Regions from separate parts of the Mus musculus genome. Here all the other regions are linked to region 1. Evidence: chromatin contacts called from public HiCAR-type and promoter capture Hi-C data. All regions are on one chromosome and are shown on one strand. The core of a region is the stretch at or near the end of the contact, and the rest is flanking DNA. Distances in the headings are between cores, read along the strand shown. Region 1 holds the start of Manba (mannosidase, beta A, lysosomal). Region 2 holds the start of Dnajb14 (DnaJ heat shock protein family (Hsp40) member B14). Region 3 holds the start of Ppa2 (pyrophosphatase (inorganic) 2).

Region 1 (4,950 bases), core at 987-3,486:
GTACAAAAGCTGCAGAAAACTAAAGCTGCTTCAGCCTCAGCACTGGCTGGGGTCGGGTTATCATTTTGTCTAATTGCTTTTTCTTTTTCAATCCTCACTCCCTCCCTTGAGACCCGGTTGACTGATTGAGCTGGCTTGGTCACTTAGAAAGCTTTCAAAATTGTGCAGGCAAACGTCCTGGGGACGTGGTTCAGCTGGTGAAGTGCTTGTCCTCAAGGAGGGCCCGGGTTGAGATTCCACTGTAATCCTGGCAATGGGAGAGTGGAGACTGTGGCTAACTCGTCTAGGCATTCACTGAGCTTGGGGTTCAGTGAAAGTCCCGGACTCAATAAATAAGGTAAATATGACTGATGACAGTCAACACCAACCTCTGGATCACACACACACACACACACACACACACACACACACACACACACAATTATGCAGGCTTACTATGTAGTTCAGCATGGATGTTCCTCAAACCATTAAAAATGGTGACACTCAACCTGTATTAGTAGCTCAAGCCTTTAATCCTAGCACTCGGAAGGCAGAAACTTGTGAAGTTTGAAGCCAGCCTGCCAGGGCTACACAGAGAAACCCTGTCTTGAAAAAAAAAAAAGCAAACAAGGCAAATTAACAAAGAATACAAAACAAAAACAACTCTGTCTCAAAAACAATAGCAATAAAAAGAACCACTAGGAATAAGCCCCCCCCTCCCCCATAACAGCTGCACCACTCCTTCCGATACCTGAAGGATCCTAGGACAGCATAGTGCAGAAATATCTGTGTAGCCATTTGGTTGCGGCATGATAGCCAAGTGATGGAATCAGCCCAGATGCCCACTAACAGACAAATGGTTAAAGAAAATCACACACACACACACACACACACACACACACACACACACACACACACATTTTCCATAGGAAAAATGATGTAATTAGGCTGTGCATGATGGTAAACACTTATATCTCCAGCACATGGGAGGAGGAGGCAGGAGGATCAGGAGTTCAGGTGGTCCTCAGTTACATTGGGAATTCAAGGTCAGCCTGAACTACATGGGATCCTGTCTCAAAAGCCAGAAAAAAAAAAGAAGGTAAGGATAATGAAGACAATAAAAATTGGTAACAAAACAACAACATAAGACAAATGAGAATGAAAACAAGATATGGCATGTTTTTACTCATGTTGACTCTAGATGTAAATATATGTATTCATAAGTGTACGTATATAGGACACCATAATGGAAAGAAACTCCTTGAACGAGGGAGGGATCACGTGGTGGCAAGACCCAGTAAAAAGTGAATATGGGCAGAGAACATGGTGCACTCACATGAAACTATCATAAAGAAACCTACCACACTGTTGGATGACAGACTCTCATTTAAAAAAAAAATGTCAGCACGGTATTCAGGCTTTAGGATTGGGGTGTAGTTCGGTGGTGGTACAATGTGTGCTTAGTATACTCATGGTTCTGGGTCTCTCTCTCTCTCTCTCTCTCTCTCTCTCTCACACACACACACACACACACACACACACACCACACACACACTTGCACACACTCCCCTCCCAAATATTTAGGCTCCTCATTAGCATCAACAACCAAACTTTACTAGTGCTCTCCCCAATCCCTTGTGTTTATTTCAAACCTGACGCACGAGGCTTCAAAGCAGAAAAAGAAAACCCGGACATCCTAGGGTCGGCGAACTTTGATTAACTAAAAGCTACAAGCATCCAGATGATTGCAACAGTAACCCTGTCCGGAGGGAGAAAGGTAAGTCCTCTTAGGAAATGCTTGAGCAGAGAATCACCACAATAAGTAGACAGCAGACATACCGTTTGTTTCATATACACAACTTCCGCCTTCCAAGGTCACTGAAGACCCAGCGAGGGAGGGTCAGTGTCCACAACTGGCCTGAACTCCCAGGCCATTCCCCCAACTGCCCACAGCTGCACCTACTGACCTGGACCCGCATGGGGGGTGTGGGGGGTGACTGTGCGTCCTACCTGGATCAGCCCGTGCTGGTGCAGGGCGCTGTGCACATAGCCGGGGACAGTCGCCGGTAGCTCCAGGGAGCCATTCCCGTTGCTCACCCGCCAGCTCCCGCTCAGGCTGTAGCTAGGACCTGCCACCACGCAGCCGGCCCGAAATAGCGCCAATATCAAGAGCAGGTGAAGATGCATGCTGACCGCTCGCAAGCAGGAACCCGGCAGTGTCGCCCAAGCCTTGCCAAGGCCTGGACGCTGTGTCCCCGCCCCGAGCACGGACCCGCCCCCAGGTCAGCTGAGCGCTTCCCGCAGCCCTGCAGGGAGGAACTGAAGCCGGGACCCGCCACGCGGGTACAAGCACCGCCCAGGGCCAGGGTCTCTGCGACCTGTGAGCTGGGCTTCTCGCTCCAGCTCGATCCTGTAAGTGGGGCGCTCATCCGAATGATGAAAAGCGACAGAAAAGTCTGGAAAGCAGAGTCTGACCATTTGGGAGACGACAGGTGCGCGTCCACAATAGTACGCAGGCTCTGCCCGGGGACAGCTCCTACCACGCCTGACCAGCAGATTGTACATGGTCCCCCGGCCCCAGGATTTGTCAGGCTGAACGCTCCCTCAATACGCGACCTGCTGGGACTAAACAGTGCTAACTATAAACTCGTAGGGTTGCTTCAACTGTTGACTGAGAGGCGCCATGTGCTCCCTGTTAGTGGTGGCTACATCATGGAGCTGCTTCTGAGGTTCCTATGAAACTGCGTTAGTGTTACAGGTGAGTCTGAAATTCCCTCCTTCACTGTTGAGTTGTGGGACTGAACAAGCAACAGAATTCCCATTCCCTGAATTTAAAAGAATGCAGATGCCAAGCGTGCTGGCGCACGCCTCTAATCCCAGCACTTGGGAGGCAGAGGCAGGCGTATTTTTGAGTTCGAGGCCAGCCTCCTCGAACAAAGTGAGTTCCAGGATAGCCAGGGCTACACAGAGAAACCCTGTCAAAAAAAAAAAAAAAAAAAAAAAGAATGCAGACGCTTAGCCGGGCCGTGGTGGCATACGCCTTTAAGCCCAGCACTTGGGAGGCAGAGGCAGGCGGATTTCTGAGTTCGAGGCCAGCCTGGTCTACAAAGTGAGTTTCAGGACAGCCAGGTCTACACAGAGAAACCCTGTCTCGAAAAAAACAAAACAAAACAATGCAGACACTAATTTCAGAGACGGAGACGCAGGCTGGGTTCTTCATCTTCTTTTAAATAAACAAAACACCCCACATTTTACTTACTAATTTCATGGAGGAGTTGAATGGGGGTTCCTGCCACAGCGAGCGTGTGGAAGTCAGCAGACAGCTTGTGAGGAGTCCCAGGGCTAGAACTTAGGGTGTCAGGCTTAGAGACATTCCCCCTTAACGGCTGCTCTATCTCATTGGCCCCTGGGTTCTTCTCATGAAGCAAAACTCGGAATATATATATATATATATATCTACTACAGCTTAAGCAAGGACATTGAGAGACGCTTCAGAAAGGACAGCAGTACCCAGAGGACAAAGTTCAGCTGTCTCAAGGCAGAAGAGCAAGCATAAGGAAGTTGAAGTTGGTGTTTTCTGTGCGTTTGAAGTTACACTGTTTAAAAGACAGGTGAAGGGAGGTGCAGGTAGTGGCTCACAACCTGTAAGCCTGAAGTCTAACGACACTGTGACTGGCTATAACCTGGAATCAAGGCACTTAGGAGACAGAGGGAGGAGGATCAGGAGTTCAAGACTGTCGTTGTCTACATAGGGACCTTGAAGCCAGCTTGTTTCAAAAATGTAACAATGGTTGGACGGGAGAGGTGACTCAGTGGTTAAGAGCACTTGTTTTTTGTTTGTTTGTTTGTTTGTTTGTTGTCTTTTGTTTAGTCGGCAGATCTGCAACTTCATTCGGCATTCAGCAGGTTAGTTCTCATCCACACCGACCTTCTATAGATTTCTGAATGTGGTACCAGGTAGGTAAGTTAACAGTTTGTAGAATTTGTTTGGTGAGTCCCCATCCTCATTATGTTTTCTGGACAAACGTACATGAATATATGATGGAGCATTGAGCCCGGCATCAGTGTAAACATCTGGAGTTCCCATTTCCTTCATGGCAAATGTCCCAAGGGGCACGCTCCTTGAAGCCTACTTCGGTGTGTGTGCTTGAGAATGCTAATGGCGCATTCTCTGGTCATCACTTCTTTTATGGCAGAATGGCTCTTCTGCTCGCCGCTTTTCTTTGTGGGAACCATTTTGCCAGGCCAAGTTCAAGAACACTCATTCTTGCAGAGGACTTGCATTCAATTTCCAGCACCCACTTTGTGACTCACAGACACCTGTAACTCTCGTCCCAGTAAATCCAAGGTCCTCTACAGACCTCTGATGGCATGAGACATGCATGTCCTGTACATACATATAGACATAAATACATACCGTTGAGATATAAATTCACATTAAATAATAAATAATTTTTCATTAAAGTAATAATAGCAAGTAAGATTAAGTCTGTAGGTGTAGGTGGGGAATGCTCCAATAGAATTGCTCATGGAGATTAGGAACACAGAAGAGCCTGGTGCCTCATTCCAAGCCAGAAGCTGCAAATGTGGAAATTCTTAAACCCATTATTATGCACTCACTGATAAGTGGATATTAGTCCAGAAACTTAGAATTCTCAAGATGCAATTTGCCAAACACAAGAAAATCAAAAAGAAGGAAGACCAACATGTGGATACTTCATTCCTCCTTAGAATAGGGAAAAAAAATACCCATGGAAGGAGTTACAGAGACAAAGTTTGGATCTGAGACAAAAGAATGGACCATCCAGAGACTGCCCCACCTGGGGATCCATCCTATAATCAGGCACCAAACCCAGACATTATGGCATATGCCAGCATGATTTTGCGGAAAGGACCCTGATATAGCTGTCTCTCGTGAGGCTAGGCCAGTGCCTGGTAAATACAAAAGTGGATGTTCATAGTCATCTATTG
Region 2 (4,950 bases), core at 845-3,344, 2.4 Mb before region 1:
TGTCCCCATAGTCACTAGTGACTATCACTGCAAATAAAAAACGGAGCTGCCACGCTCTGCCAGACATTGGGAAGCTGGAACCACGCGGATCGTACGAAAATGGTGCAGCCGGGCTGGAAAAACAATGTGCTGGTTCCTCAAAAATCAAAATTAGAATTACCATATGACCCAAGAATCCCACTTCTGGGTATATATGCAGAACTGAAATCAGGCTTGTAGACACTCATGCTCATAGGCACATTACTCAACACAAAAGAGGTGGAAGCAACCCAAACATCATTGACAGGGACTAAGTAAGAATTTGTGACAGCTAGTGTCAAAGCTTAGACCTGTGCTCAATCTCTACACTATGTGGGGAGAGACCTATTCCTCTGCACGCACGCATGCACGCAACGCGCTAAATAAATACCCTCCAAAAAGAAAAGGTGATGTTAAATGTGTATGTGCACAGCCACACCTAGGCACATGGGTATATAAATAATAGAATACTGTTCAGCAATTTTAAAAAAGGAAATCTGTCGCGGGTTGCAATATGGATGAAATCTGAAGTTAGTAAGTAAATAGATAATGCAGACATGCAAAGTCAAATTCTGTACGATTTCACATAGATCAGGTACCAAATTAGACTAGTCTATGAGAATGGACAGTAGCAAGGGAGCTACCAGGAAACAGGAGAGTACAGGGGGTTACTTAACTGGTGTAAGATAAAAAACAAAAAAATACCGATCCTGTGGTACGCATGAAAATACTTAACACTACTAAACTGTACACCTAAAAATGATAATTTTTATTTCACACTTTTTACAATTAACTTTTCTTTCACTATCTTTTCCTGCCCTGTCCCAATGCTAACAAAAAGGTAAAGTGAAAATCAGCAGAGATAAAAGGCTTCAACGATGTAAAAAGAATTAAGAAAACAATAAATTAAAACAGGGGGCTGCTTATCAAGTTTCCTCTTAATCCTCTTAACCTGGAAATTCTTTCAACAACAGTTAAATGTCATCCTATGGGCATGGGAAAAAAAAAAAAAGACAAAACCAAAAAACGGTAGTAAAGGCCTTGTAGAGATTAAAACTCAGTGCCTATTATGACTTTGCCCATTCCTATACGACCTTGGGCAAGGTATTTTCATTCATTTCATTCATTCATTCATTCATTTGGCAAAAGTTTCTGCACATGGTCAAATAACACGGTACTTTTCTGAGGAATAAGAGGGGCATATAAAATACTAGGCACAACTCGTGGCGCTTTGTGAGTGTTGTGTTGACTGTAGAGTTAGACAATGAATAAGGTGAATTAAAGTAGGGTAAGTCCATAGCCTACTCTTTAGCGATGTACCGAACTTGCGGGTACTTACGGTGCCATATCAAACCAGACACTATTTAGGAATCATCAATAACTTCACCATCCCTTTCGAAAGTGGAGCTGTCTTGTAAGGGCTCTCTCCTCCCTGGGAAAAGCAGTGTCATCTAAGGTATTCGAAGATACTTGCTTAAGGAACGGACAAATTACAGAACCCGGGGATGGTGAAGCCCGAGAAGCCGCTGGAGTCCCCGCTCCTGTCACTTCACAGGGGCCTAGGCTGATCTGGGGAGGGGACCCGTCACCCAGCACCCCACAGCGCCCCGCCTGTGTCCCTGAGTGCTGGAGCGGCCGCGGCCGGCGGGGCGCAGGGCGCGGGGGCCGGGGTCACGGCGGGGGCCGGGGCTCACCGCGCGCGGCCGGCAGCGGGTACAGCTTCTCGGCCTTCTGGAGGAAGCGCTGGGCCTTGTCGCGGTTGCCGGCGCTCAGGGCCTCGCGAGCGATCTGCACGCATTTCTCCGCCTCGTCGCGGTTGCCCTCCATGGCTCGCGCCTGCCTCGGTGTCCGCGGCCGCGCAGCTGCGAGGGGGGCCCGCCGCGGAGGAGGCGAGGCGGCCGGGCGGGGCACGGCGCGGCACGGCGCGGGGAGGAGCGGGCACCGCGGCGGCGGCCCGGCGACGGGCGGCCTCGCAGCTCCGCCTCCTCACGGCCGCCTCCCCGCCCCCCGCGGCCGCAGCGGCGCCAGCCGCGTCCCTCCCGGGCCTGGCGGACCGTAAAGCCGACGCGGTAACCCGGGAGGAGGGCGGGGAGGCCGTGGGTTGGCGGAGCGCGGACGCCCCGGCCCCTAGGCTCCGGTGTGGCCCGGAGCCCGCCTTCCGCGCCACCGGGGTGGGGACAGGGACCCTCACGACCAGATCCACAAGGATCAGAGGCCAGGCCTCCTGGCCCTTAGGTCTTGGGAAGCCCTGGGCCTCCGTTAGGGAGTGATTGCCGCATGGATTCGTCCTACAGGCGCTTCCTGCTTTGGATCGGAAGCCCTGGAACCCCCAACCCCCGCAGTTCCCCAGCCCTTCTCAGCGGCACATCTGACCCACCTGCCACCTGGCAGGTACAATGCAGCTCTTTGGGTTAAAGCAGCTGTAAGGCAGGAAGTTCTTTCATCCACATAGGCTGCTTAAGCACCTCCTATTCTGTTTGATTTGCTCCAGGAATTAGGATACATGTCTTAAGGCTCAGGGAGGGGAAAGGGGTCAATGTATAATAATGGAACATGCTTGGCATGAATCAAGATGTGACTAGCATTTCACACCTGTGTCTGGTCACTAAAAGCAAATTATATCCGAAGTTCATTCGGTGGAGGTACTTTCGTTGTACCCTGAGGGTCTCTGTACTTGTGTCCCACCTTAGGATACAGGCCCTTTCACATTAGTTAACTGTCAATTGGGGGGGGGGGGGACGCCAAAAGCAGTTACCTCCAGCTTCTTCCCAAGTTTTAAGACCCTAAGAGGTCATATGATACAAAGAAACAACAAAAGTACCACGGGGTTATGACTACAGATGCACTGTTTAATTAGTAAGCAGAGAATGTACTTGTTGCTGAGTGAGATCTAAGGTAAGTCCCGATTATTAAGCAAGTTTAAAGCTAGTTTGGGATATGACCTTTATTGAGCTTATCCACCAGAGTGGAAACAATGTCTGTACAAAACCAAATGCTTGTTACTATAACTTCTGCATCACAATTAAAATCCAAACAGTTTTTTAAAAACAGTCAACTCAATCAAAACCCACTACTTCAGAATCAATAGCTTCTTTGAAGCCACAGTAACACTTAAATATGGTTAAGACTCGAATGCAGAAATTTGGTTGGTTGGAAGGCTAATTAAGCCTCCAACTTGCTCAAATAGAATTACAAAAAGGCAAAATTGTGTTTTTCACAGAGATACAGTCCACTGGAATCACCAACACTGGACAGCTGTTAGGAATATTTAGAGTCCTGAGATAATAAGGAATCCAGGCATCCTTAAACAGTCTTCTGTTGTCCTTTCTTCCCGATCAGCGATTTGTGGATGTGTGGGATGACACCTAGGAGAGGGACACAGATTAAGTCTACCTTCTGGATAAACATTTAAAAAAACAATACATGAACTCAAAGCAGGTAAAATTCATATACAAAGTGAAAACTTGAGGGATGAACAATGATCTTAGCAAAAACTAAGTGGAAAGCCAAACCCCATGAAAGCACCCTGTACTGAAATCTCTTCTAGAAACAATGGGAGTGTAGGAATTTTCTTCTTAAATAGAATGTTAGGAGTTTAGGGATGACATACCACCACCAGCAATGGTAGCTTTGATCAGAGAATCCAATTCTTCATCTCCACGTATAGCAAGCTGCAAGTGACGAGGGGTGATACGCTTTACCTTTAAGTCTTTTGACGCATTTCCTGCCAACTCAAGTACCTAAAAGGCAAAAAATAAATAAAAATCTGATGATCAATATTCCAACTTACTTTCAATCAAGATCTTTGAACCTCAATGGTGTTATTTACCAACTGTTGTCATTCCCTACTACCTGAATGATAAAATTATGCAGAATTATGCAAAAAAAAAAAAAAAACCACCCAAAAAACCCCGAAGGGGCACGCAATTGCATTTGCAGGAGCAGCACACTCTGGCCCAGCAGCCTCCTCGGCTGAACGCGAGCTCCCTCTAGCGCTCCCTCGGTCTGCGCGCCGCTCTTAGGGCCTGCGAGTTTTCTTGCATCACTTTCCTCCTCTCTCGCCACTTTCCCCCGCCCCCCCAGAGCTTTTCCAGATCACAGGCGTACTCCCGCTTACCTCTGCGGTGAGGTACTCCAGGATGGCTGCGCTGTACACAGCGGCGGTCGCGCCCACACGTCCGTGGCTGGTTGTCCTAGATTTCAGGTGTCGATGAATACGGCCCACAGGGAACTTGATTTTTATGCACACAAACAAACGAACAAACAAGAAAAAAAATGCACAAAGATAGGAAATTCGTTAAGATAAGATGTGCGCGCCAAAGCCAAGGACGGTGGTGGTGCACCAACGCGCCCCGCCAGTTAACACACATGTGATCCGACGCCCCCCCTCCCCAAACCCCAGTATTCACTGTCTCCGCAGGGCCAAGTCGCGACACATCACTCATGCTAAGATGGAACACCCATGGAGGGTGCAGACAAACAAGCAAGGGGGGTGCAAACATAAAGGCCCGGTCACCCGACTGCGGCAGTTGCTACCCACCTGCAAGCCGGCTCGCTGCGAGCGGGAAACCGCCTTTGTCTTGGCCTTTCCGGAGTCCTTTCCAGCCTTACCGCCAGCCTGCGGCGCCGCCGACGCCCGCGAGCCCGGGAGGGACGGAGAAGATAGAATTACCAAGGCGGCGCGCCCCTCCCCCACCACAGCGCGTCCTGGAGGCGAGCGAGCGCGCGCTCGGCCGCCCGCCGCCCGCCCCGCCGGGGACCCCGGGCCGCCGCTCGCCCCCCGCCCGCCCTTCTCCCCCGCCGACCCCTGCCGCGAGCCCGCCGCGGCTGCGCGCCCCCGCGCCGGCTCCCAGCCGCGCCGTGCGCGCCCCCCCAACCGTCGCCTCCCGCCTGGAGCTCCGGGGCTCCGAAAACACCTCCCCTCCGCTCGTC
Region 3 (4,950 bases), core at 950-3,449, 2.2 Mb after region 1:
CCTTGGAGTTAGCAGTAACTAAGATTGGAATCGAGAGCCTGGTTTGAGCTGGGGAGATAACTAAATTGGCAAAACCCTTGGCTGTGCAAGCAAGCAGTAGGATGTGAGTTTGCTCCCCAGAACCCAGGTAACAAAACCAAGCAGGATGGTGCATGCTTATTGTCCCAGTCCTGGGGAGGCAGAGACCAACAGATCTCGGTGGCCCCTGGCCATCTAGCCTCACCTACCTCCAGATCAGTGACACGCTCTGCCTCAAAAAATACAATAAACAGCACCCAAGGATCAAGACGTCATACTGCTGGCATGCACCTGTGCACAAAGAACCTGTGTTTGCCTGCGCCAGTAGTCAGGGGTAAAGTGGGGCTCCATAAACCCCATGCAGCGTCTCAATTTACTGTTATTCCATTAATTCTGTCACCGTAGAAAGACTACTGTGTTTCTGATAGGAGACATTCATGACATATTACTGCACTTATTGAAAACCCAAGACACGTCCACCGTATTATACCCACAGGCTTTTCTGCTTGGGCTTTCTGCCATTATATAACAGCATCTCTTCTGGAAAACACTCCCAGTGGCTGTTACATTGTAACTTTGGGAATATAACCCATTCAGAAATGAGCACACATATTAAGGGCTTCCCTTCCTTCTGTTGTTTTATTTTTATGGTTGCTCTTGTTTGGAGACTGTTGTCTACCCAGGATCCGGTTGTGTACACACCCTCTTTTAAAAGACCTAAATCCATCTCGCCTCAACAAGAAACAAGACAGGGTCTCTTGTAGAGGAGCAAACAGAAACTAATTGTGAAGAAACTATTTATTATAAGATTTATTACAATGACAAGAGTTTGCCATTCGAAGTGCCCCATGTGTTCAATCCAGGAGACAGAGGGAGGTGTACTACTGTGAGTTCCAAGCTGCCCAGGGCTGCCCAGTGAGGCCCTGTCTCAAAATAATACAAAAAAAAAAAAAAAAAAAGAGTTTAAGCTAGGTTTGCTCCTTTATCACAAAATAATCTTCAACCTTCAGCTCCAGAAAAGTAACTGTAAAAATCAAAGTACAGTTATTAATGATTTCAAGTTATACTATAAGTCCGGTGACTTCTTTGAACATACATAGCCGCTTCTGCAGCCCTATCTTATAGGGGAAAAAAATTCTAATACTTAGCAAGTTAAGACACTCATCCAGCATGGGGGTCTCGGAACAAGATTTAGCTTCACCTCTTCAGGGCGGAACCTCCTAAGAGGTGTGCACAAGCCTTGACATTGCAACCGCTCCGCTACCTGGTATTAAGTAAAGGAGGCCTGAAAGCAACCCATCTACGTGGCTATTTTCACGCGATTGTTAACGAGACCTACAGAGTGAAAAGAAAAAGGAAAGTGGCCAGGAGCTTTTCTGTCTTTGGCGTCAGCCCAGGGCAGCCCAGACGGCCCTCTTTCTAGGTTTTGCTCAACGTACAGGGCAAGAAAAGGCACCACATTCTCGCCAGAACGCCGGCCAATCTCCTGCTTGTGGATGGCATTCAGGGTGCAAACTTTTAGGTTAAAAACTCAGTTGACTGTTGCTGTTTTTAAGTTAACCTTACCAAACAAAAGGTTTCGTGATGGCGTTGTGCACACAAGCCTATCCCAGCGCCTGGCTCACATTCTCCTCCCACTTCCTCCCTGCCTGTACGCCTGCGCTGACAGCAAGGTCGCGGTCGCAGGCAAACTCGCTTTCGGAGTGAAGACCCCGGTCCCCAAAGTTCTGCGGCCGTACGGAGGCGGATGGGCTTAGCAGCGCCCAGGAGGCGGCGCGGGCGAGCGGCGGGCCACGGCGCGGAGGTCAGCGGGAGGAGCTCAGCGCCGCGGGCCGGCTGCGGTCGCTGCAGAGGGCGGTTGGCCCCGCGCCACCCTGCGCACCGAGACCGGTCCCCTCCGCAGCGGGCTTGGGCGCGGGCTGCGGACCCGGCCGGGCAGAGCAAGGCAGGGCAGGGCACGGCGCCGCGGCCCCTCCGCCGGCCGGCGCGGAGCTGGGCGAACGACTTACTGAAGAACAGGCGGTAGTCCTGCGAGCGGGGATGGCCCAGCTCCTCCGTGCGGTACAGGGACATGACGCGGCGCGGAGGGCGGGCGGCGGCCCCCACGCGCCACCCTCGGCCGACGCTCAGCAGCGGCAGCAGCGCGCGCATGGCGGACGGTCTGCGAGAACCGCAGGGTCGGTGCTGGGCCCGGCGCGGCCGCTCGACGGCGCCCCCTGCCGCCCGGAGCCCGCACTGCCTCCCCGCGGTCGGCCTCAAGTGGCATCAAGTCCCACCCTCTTCTGCATTCCTGGGGCCACCTACCTCTCCACTTTGCTCCACAAGCCCTCAGAGGCCGAAGACCATCAAGACAAGGACCTTAGAAGCCCCAGGAATTCACCACCACGCACCCACTCACACACTGTCAGTGTCTGCGGTCAGACTTTGATTACATTAATGTAGCACTTGGTTGCATGCATACCTCCAGAAATTTCTAAAGGAACATCCAAGCCGGAAGGAGGGAGTGTACACACACGCGCGCGCGCGCGCACACACATACACACACACACACACACACACACACGACTATAATGTATAATGATCGAGCGTCCTTGTGAAGACATCTGACACAGATTTATCCTAAATCTGTAATTCCCTCAAACGCCACTTCCTCCATAAGGCCCTTTAATATTTAACCCAAGTACAGGTAACTTTTAACTTCTCTGCAATTGCATACTTCACAAGTATTTCTGTCTGGTCCGGTGGCCACAACTAGTTACAACAGCAGTCTTTGCAGTCTGGTCCAGTAACAACGGGAGCTGTGGTTCTAAGGAAGGAACCAACCATTGCCCTTTTCTGTAGACCAGTTGATTGGGAAGACCTCACTGGAATGGTCTTCCGGACCTCTACCAGTTTCTGCTCCAACTGTGAGCAAGGCTCACATCCTCACCTACTGGGTTCTTTCTGCATCTAAATTGTGACAGTTAAAACCCAAACTGGTTTTACCCAGGTTTCAGAAAGGATCTCTTAGAGGTGCCACTAGCCACTTAGACATTGCTTAGCCTAGTCTCTAAAAAATTTTGACATTAGTGGCTTTGTAACACGTCAACATGATTAGGCGGAGTTGCAAGCTAAGTTGTCCTATAAAAAATGGAAACATTTCCTTCCTGCGTTTATTTCATTGATTTATATGATTCTGCCTATGTTAAAAAAAGAAAGCTTAAAATTTCACCTAAACTTCAAATATTGGATATTTGAGAAAGAAATTCCTACTGAAACAAGGTTCTGGGCTGTCTAATAGTCTAGATTCTTAAAATTAGCATCAAATTCCGGGTATGTGATTTAGGAACATATTACTTTATGGCATTAAAAAGAAATGGCTTGATTTTGAACATATAAAATCTCATCTTTCATTTTCTATAATTTACTGAAATACCTGTGGATCAAAACCGAATATACAATACATGTTATGAGAACAAAGTTGGCTTACTGGTTAATTTTAAAATACAAATTTCTGAAGATATTTATTCAACAATAGTTGTCCATTTCAAATGTAGACATTTGGAACCTAACTCGCTGAATTTCCTCTGTGGACATCTGTCACTATCATGTAGCAAGTGTGGGGGTTTGAATAGGTAAGGCCCCCATAGACTTATGTGTTTGAATTACATAGGGAGTGGCACTATTAGGAGGTGTGGTCTTGTTGGAGGAAGTGTATCACTGTGGGGGCCTGGCTTTGAGGTCTCCTGTATCCAAGCTCCGCCCAGTGTGGAACACAGTCTCCTCCTGACTGCCTTCCAATCAAGATGTAGAACTCTCAGCTTGTCTAGTATGGCTGCCTGCATGCTGCCATATTTCCTTCCATAGTAATAATGGACTGAACCTCTAAAACTGCAAGCTACTCTCAATTAAATGCTTTCCTTTATAAGAGTCGCCTTGGTCATAATGTCTCTTCACAGTAATGATGAAATTAAGACAGTAAGTGTGTGTCTTAATTTTTAATTCTAGGACTTTACAAAACAGGGGTAAAGACAAATGTTCAAAAAGCTCTTGAGCACAGATCCAGAATTTACAAATAAAAGAGAAAACTGGCTGAGCTTGGAGGGTTGGGGTGACTGGTATGTAGCCGAGCTTAGCCATCATTCTGATTTTGTATCTGAGAATAGTGAGGTGTCCAGGAGCCAGTCCAATGTGGAGCCCAGGAGACAACTATAGCATGGAACTTGCAGGACTTGCAATATATTGAATAGCTTTTAGTCTATAGAAATTTAGCTTATGGTCACTTCACAATAAACAAAATACCAGGTTGCTAACATGAGAGACAACCTTTGAGCTTTTCAGATTTTTAATTAAATGGCTTTCCTTTTCCTGAAGTATGTGTGAAGCAGATGCTGTTGATTTTCCAACTAAACAGGAGTGAAAGCAGTCCATGTAAATGGTCAACTCTAGGTTGGAGACCTGAGTGGGCAGGGGTACCCACCACCCCAGACGAGGCCCAGATGATTCCAGTATAAGCTGCAGATGCCAGATACAGAGCTGCAGAGTTTGGTGTTCACCTCCTCAGTTTAGGTCTTGCTATGGTCTCATCATTCTTAACTATGCCCTTACTGCTCTCTGTTGGATTTTGTGCCATTGTATATTAGAAATATGTAACTTTTTCTGCTGGGTCTCACCATAAGAGATTGATTGAGCCCCAGTAGAAACTTTATGCTTATACTTTTGAATACTCCTGGAACATTTATACTTTGGGTACTTCATGAAATGTAATAAATACATTTTGTGTTATAAAATTAACATGAGATTTTTTTTTCTTCCTGGGATAGAGGTGGAATATCATGATTTCAAAGTGACACTTGTCTGGTGTGTTGACAGAATGGACTGATGAGTGTCAATCTGCACTACTGACTAGGTTTGAGAGCAGCAAAGAGACACACATCCAATCATAACTGTGAG

Evidence for each region. Promoter capture Hi-C pulls out the DNA fragments that hold promoters and counts their contacts. HiCAR-type assays count read pairs that join an accessible place to other places.
Region 2: a contact with region 1 is called in a HiCAR-type map of astrocytes, with 5 times the contacts expected there. The contact joins the promoter of Dnajb14 here to the promoter of Manba in region 1. A contact is called at or near these places in 1 of 39 promoter capture datasets (stem cell-derived epiblast-like cells) and 2 of 115 datasets of contacts at active chromatin or transcription factors (astrocytes and pro-B cells).
Region 3: a promoter capture Hi-C map of hippocampal neurons shows a contact between it and region 1, with 3 times the contacts expected there. The contact joins the promoter of Ppa2 here to the promoter of Manba in region 1. A contact is called at or near these places in 3 of 39 promoter capture datasets (hippocampal neurons, liver and pre-B cells) and 1 of 115 datasets of contacts at active chromatin or transcription factors (astrocytes).

What each region holds. Positions count from the first base shown.
Region 1 is chr3:135,482,897-135,487,846 of GRCm38.p6, reverse strand. Manba (mannosidase, beta A, lysosomal) reads right to left here and starts at 2,236. Exons shown (of 17, transcript NM_027288.3): 1 at 1,990-2,236. The coding sequence starts at 2,166. It overlaps Gm30992 (a long non-coding RNA gene), which reads left to right and starts at 2,246. Exons shown (of 3, transcript XR_376111.4): 1 at 2,246-2,737; 2 at 3,851-3,885.
Region 2 is chr3:137,864,819-137,869,768 of GRCm38.p6, reverse strand. Dnajb14 (DnaJ heat shock protein family (Hsp40) member B14) reads right to left here and starts at 2,094. Exons shown (of 8, transcript NM_001033155.1): 1 at 1,713-2,094. The coding sequence starts at 1,845. It overlaps H2az1 (H2A.Z variant histone 1), which reads right to left. Exons shown (of 5, transcript NM_016750.3): 2 at 4,559-4,636; 3 at 4,136-4,249; 4 at 3,629-3,758; 5 at 2,847-3,383. The coding sequence ends at 3,322.
Region 3 is chr3:133,307,359-133,312,308 of GRCm38.p6, reverse strand. Ppa2 (pyrophosphatase (inorganic) 2) reads right to left here and starts at 2,199. Exons shown (of 12, transcript NM_146141.2): 1 at 2,028-2,199. The coding sequence starts at 2,169.